Regions from separate parts of the Nomascus leucogenys genome. Here region 1 is linked to region 2. A link is a contact called in public Hi-C data. All regions are on one chromosome and are shown on one strand. The core of a region is the stretch at or near the end of the contact, and the rest is flanking DNA. Distances in the headings are between cores, read along the strand shown.

Region 1 (2,777 bases), core at 169-2,668, 57 kb after region 2:
AGCATCCCATTTAATTATTACAGTAATCCGGCATGGTAGGTTCCAAGGAGGAAACTGAGGCTCGGTGAGAAGACTTGCCTAAGACCTCACACAGGTTAACGACCTCCTTGTATATATTATCTCCTTGTATCCTCCTGCCCCTCTCTGACTCCAAAACAGCCATCTAAAACCCCCAAAAGCTCAGAAACACAATGGCACACATAGAGTTTGTGTCAGAACTCCTGAATTTCTTTTGGGCAGATTCCACTTGGACCCCAGGGAAAGGATACTTAGAATTCAATCGGAAGACTGGTCCTCCTCTTTTGGAGGACAGAAGTCTTCTCAGCTGGACAGCACCTCCAACACTTGCTATACACATATAATTCCTCATCTTCCTTCCCACCCCAGACTTGCCCCTTTTCCAGGCCTGCCACCCCTCCAGTGCCCAAGCCGAGCACCTGAGCGTTCTTATCCATTGCCACATCCAATCCATAGGTCACCATTCTGCCATGTTACTTCCTTAAGAGCTCCTGATTCTGTCCCCACCTTCCAGTGACTTTGCACCTGCCCTTGTTGAGGCCTTATCATCTTTCAGAAAGATCACTGGTCCTTCCAAGCCATTCCCCATATGGCAGCTAGAGTGGTCTCTGGGAAAGGAAGAGGCCACGTCACACCTCTGTTCAAAACCATCCATGGCTCTTGTCCCAGGGCTCACCTTCTAAAAGCCCAGTTCTTCTACACTCCCCAGCAACACTCAGGGGCTTTGCCAGTCTCCCTCCCCACCCACCTACCCTCCCATACTATTTTCCACCTTTGTGCCTTTGCTGATGCTCTTCCCTCTTCACCTTGGCTTCCTCGGTCACTGCTACTTCCTAAGATTCCAGCCAGCCTCCCTTACTGCCCTAGGTTAGGGCCCTCCACTTCTCCCTCTTGCAACACTTGCCCCTGCAGTAGTAACAATAGCTGACATTGATGGATTGCTAACTCCATGCATTTTTCTTTATTGACCCATTTATTCCTCCTCATAGGCATTCTCTGAGGCAGGTTCTATGATCACCTGCATTTTTCCGACAGGTAACAGGTTAAGGGGAATGCTTGCAGTCACACTGTTTGGGGACTGGAACCCAGGCCAGCTGCCTCCAGAAAGCTGGCTTCTAATTCCAACATGCTGTCTCCTGCCGCAGTAACTGGGGATTTGGGGGTCTCTCTGCCTCCAGGGCGAGAATGTGAGATCGCGGAGGGTTGAGTGACTTCTGCCCCACATCCTGCGGCCAGCAGCCGGCCTTGGCTAGGAAAGGCGCTCGACGCCTGGCGCTGCCCTTCCGGGTTTCTGGCCGCTGCGGGGCTGTGAGGGCCCCTGGCGGGACCGGCCGCGGGTGGCCCAGCTGGGGTGGGCTTGGGGCCAGATGGGCTGCGCAGGGGCGGGGAGGCAGGGCCGGCAGGCCGGGGCCGCGCGTTGCCATGGGGACGCGGAGGGGGGGGCAGCCCCGCCCCGGCGCAGGGGGAGCAGGTGGCGGGACGGTGCGCGGGCTGGGGGAGGGGCCGGAAGGGGCCCGCGGGGTCGGGGCGCGCCCCCGGCTCCTCCGCCTCCTCCCAGCAGAGCGCCTCCGGCTGCTCCCTCCGCGATCCGGGCCCGCCGCAGAGCAAAGGGCTGGGGCCAGGACATTCAGGGGCCAGGACATTCAGGGGCCAGGACACTCAGGGGCCAGTCCCGGTTTAGGCTCTGATTCCCTGAGCATTTTGGGCAACTCACCACCTTTTAGCCTCAGTTTCCCCGACTGTGAATGGAGGGGTTGGACCAGGTTTCCAAGGACATTCCCAGCACACACTACTTTTTGTGGCTCTGGGACTGGGCGGGGAGGACTCAGGGCTACGTAATTTTTCACCCTCTTCCCAGGTGAAGACTTAATTTTTTCCACAGATGACATCCACTGTTGTATCCTGAACCGGGGAATGTCAGTTGTAAGAGCGGGCAGAGTCTCTGTACCCACCACCTCCATTGTACAGATGGGGCCGCAGCGGACCGTGTGGGTCACACAGCGCATGGGAGGCAGGGGCGGGGTGAGAAACCCGGTTTGAACCTCACAGCACCCCACCATCACCTCCTGCCTTGGAGCCGAAACCGGGTTTGGGCGTGGGGGAGGGGCAGTTGCCGTGGGAAGAAAACACCCCTGCGCTCCGGTCTGCAGGCGCCAGCTGCCAAGATGGCAAGGAGACTGACTGCCTGAGCGCAGACTCGAGGCAGGGGCTTCCTGTCTGCGAGGAGGCCCCGGTGGCTGTTCTCCCACTGCCCACACCCTTCTGGTCTCCATCAGTGACTGGTACAGCGCTGTGGCCCTGTTGCCAGCCTCCCTCCACCCACCCTAACCCTAGTAAGCGGACAGCCAGGGTCCCAACCAGACAGTTTTGCCCCAGTGCTGGGCCTCCTCTCTCCCCGGCCCCCAGTTCTCAGGGGAGGCCCGGCTTTCCTGGGGAGTAGAGCCCCTTTCTATTTCCTCCTCCTGGAGGACCCATTTCTGAGTTCTCAGAGCCTTGGCTATGGAGGTGGTGGTTCTGAGAGGTCTGGGCTGGCTTCTCTGCCCTCTGGCTGGAGTCGCTGGGGACAGGCTCTGCTCGGGTTCCCAGCTGAGGGTGGCTGGAGGTGCTGCTGGGGGTGGGGGATGGTAGAGGGGAGCAGGCAGAGGCAGGGTCTGTCCCTTTAAGGTACAGCTTGCTGCTGAAGCGCCAAACACACACACACACACACACACCCCACACACGCCAGTCTCTCTCTTGCACACAGCCACACACACACACAC
Region 2 (2,700 bases), core at 148-2,647:
CCGGCGCTCTCCAGGACCTTGCCGGCAGGCTTTGAGCCCTGTCTGCGCCGTCCCATTGTGGCCCCGACCAGAGGTGAGCAGCTAGCTCACCCCAAACAGGGCCGCCAGGTGCGAACAGTTAGGGGGTGGGGACCAGGGATCGCGTTACCTCAAGCAGTGAGGGATGGAGAGCAGCCCCCAAACTTGAACTTGCAAGTGGCGTCGCGGGCAAACCCACCTAGGGTCCTCAAACTCGCGAGCCACTCGACCCCACAGCCACCTTGCCTTTCCCGACCCATTCCTTGCTACGCTCTCGCCAGCTTTGCAGGTCCGAGGAGACTCGACTCTGGACTCCGGGTGCTTGGCGCGCTCTGGAGAGGGCAGCAAAGCGCCACCCTCGTCACCTCCCCCCAAACAACTGTGCCCCAAGCCTGGGGCCAAGCCGGCGTCACCGTCCCTGCCCAGCCCGGCGTCCGAGGACGCGGAGCCGGTGACGAAGCCGAGGGCAGGGAAGGGAGAGCGCTCCCGGCCGAACAAAGCCCCCGGCACGCACTCCTCACGCCGCGGGCGGACAAAAGGCGGCTTCGGGGCTGCAGAAGCCACGCGCCCCCTGCCCGCGCCCGGTGGGCAAAGTGCGGCCACCGCGGCGAGCGCCCGGCTGGGGAGAGCGTTCAAGCTCGCTGGCGGGACCTCACCCACCACTCACCGCGGGCCCCCGCGCCCGGCCCGCGCCACGGCCACCAAGTACCCCCTCCGGCGGCTCCCCCCGCCGCCCCTTCCCCGATCGCTCAACCTCCGCCAGCTCCCAACAATGGGCTCTCCCACGCCGCCCGCCGCGGCCTCGGGGAAGGGGCCAGGCAGGCGGCGCCTGGACCCGGGGACCCGAGGGCGCAGCAGCCTCCGGCCCCCGCCCGCCCGCCCACCTGCCTCCCACCGCCCGCCCGCAGCCCGGCGGCGGCGCGGCCGCCACTTGCAAAATAGGGCTTACTTTTCCCGAGCCTGCCCGTCCGAGGGCACCGCCGAGCCTTTGCCTTTGGCAAACATGGTTTACAGGGAAGAGGGCGCCGAGCCTCGCCGCCGCCGCCGCCGCCGCCGCTACCGCTCCGGCTCTCCCGAGCTGCCCCTCGCTCCCGGCCCCCTCCCCGGCGCTCGCTCGCTCTCTCGCTCGCTGGCGCTCTCCTCGCCGCGCTCCCCTCCCTCCCCCCCAGGCGCTGGCTCCGCGCTCTTTCCAGCTGTCAAAGCGTCAGCCCCGGCCGCGGCCCCATCGCCCTGGAACTCCTTCCGCGCCGGCTCGGCCTGGGGTGCCGCCGCCGCCGCCGCCCGCACGGCCGCCCTCTCTCCGCTCGCTCGCGCGCCCGCCCGGCTCCGCCTGCGCCGCCCTCTGCGCCTCCAGCACCGCTGTCGCCGCCGCCGCCGCTGGTCTACTTGGAGCTCAACCGAACGTGGCTACCCGGGCGAGGGAGCGAGGCGGGCGGCAACGTCCCGCGATGGATGGTCGCCTCGGCCAATCGGCGCACGCGGGGGCGGGCCCGGGCCGGCCGAGTGGGACGCCCTGACAGCGCCGGCCGCGGCAGTCCCCGCTGCGGCCGCCTCCGCGGAGCCGCTGCCTGCTCCTGCGGGCGAACTGGGGGCGTTCGGGGGCGCGAGCCTCTCTTTCTGTCCCCGGGGCGGGGGGCGACGTGGATCGGGCTGGGGGCACCCTGGTTTCCTCGCCCCAGCGAAAAGGGGGATCTGACCGGCGCTCCCCGCGGCGGGGACCACTAGGGGCTGGGGGGCGCTGCGGCAGCGTCCGATGGGAGGGGGCGCAGACCCCCAAGCGGTCGCCGCTCGCTCCCTCCCGCCACGTCCCTCTCTCTTATCTGCCCCTCAGCTCCCCCCCGCCCCCCGCCGCGGCCCGCGCCAGCCCAGCCCTTATCTCGCCCTCCCCTCTCGGTTGTCCTCCCCCTAGGCTCCGACCCCGACCCCCTCCCCAGACTCCAGCCCGGCCCCCAACCCGCCCCGCCCTCGGGCCTCACTCTCGCCCGGTCTGGCTTCCAAGCGCCGGGCCCGGGGCTCCACGCTGAGAGCTGGGCGGCTCGAGCCGGCGCCGAGGCGCGCGGCTGCTCCTTTACTAGATCATTAAAATACTTTGGAAAACCCCAAAGTGGAGCCGCGCGAAAATGGCCCTTGGCGTGCTTTGGGGAGCCGGGGGGGCTGGGGACAGGGGACTTGAACTAAGACGAGGGAGAGTGATTTCTCCCAAATTTCCAAGGTTTGCCAGTCCTGGCAAGTTAGCCCCTCGGCTTCTCCACGGGAAAGGGTGCCACTCGGGGATGGGGGGGCGTCACCTGGGCGGCCCGCGACGCGGAATGCGCGCCACAGAAATCTGCAAACTTCAAATAAATGGAGCTAAACTGGGGAGTTGGGGGACGAGAGTCAGGCGTAGGGGGAGGGGAAGCTTCCATTGTCAGTGACCCAGGTGTACAATGGGAAATTGAGGGGGGGCTGGCAGAGTGACCCAGCTATTTGCTGCTGACTCCTTTCTGCCCACGCCAAGAACCCAGAAGACACACTGCGTGCCCCTCATTAGAGACTCTTAAGACCAGATACCGGCGAAATAGGGGAAGGCTCCCCCATTTTCAGACTGTTTTTAGAGAGCGGATCTCTTTAAATGTGTTAAAACATTGTCGGCACTGTCTCTTTAAAAGAGTCAAGCAGAAAAAGCTGTGTAAGCGCTGATTG

The links. A called contact is a pair of places that touch in the nucleus more often than the background predicts.
Region 1: a contact with region 2 is called in a Hi-C map of a lymphoblastoid cell line, with 3 times the contacts expected there. The contact joins the enhancer-like site here to the promoter of SSBP3 in region 2. A contact is called at or near these places in 2 of 4 Hi-C or Micro-C datasets (both in a lymphoblastoid cell line).

The regions. Positions count from the first base shown.
Region 1 is chr5:47,776,638-47,779,414 of Asia_NLE_v1, forward strand. No RefSeq gene overlaps it. Among named protein-coding and RNA genes, the nearest start is that of ACOT11, 53 kb to the right of the region's middle. Within about 2 kb of position 1,419, the one cell type or tissue checked has an H3K27ac peak away from gene starts, as active enhancers do. A contact at or near this core is called in a lymphoblastoid cell line, where this site is marked.
Region 2 is chr5:47,719,706-47,722,405 of Asia_NLE_v1, forward strand. SSBP3 (single-stranded DNA-binding protein 3) reads right to left here and starts at 1,398. Exons shown (of 18, transcript XM_030813023.1): 1 at 968-1,398. The coding sequence starts at 1,023.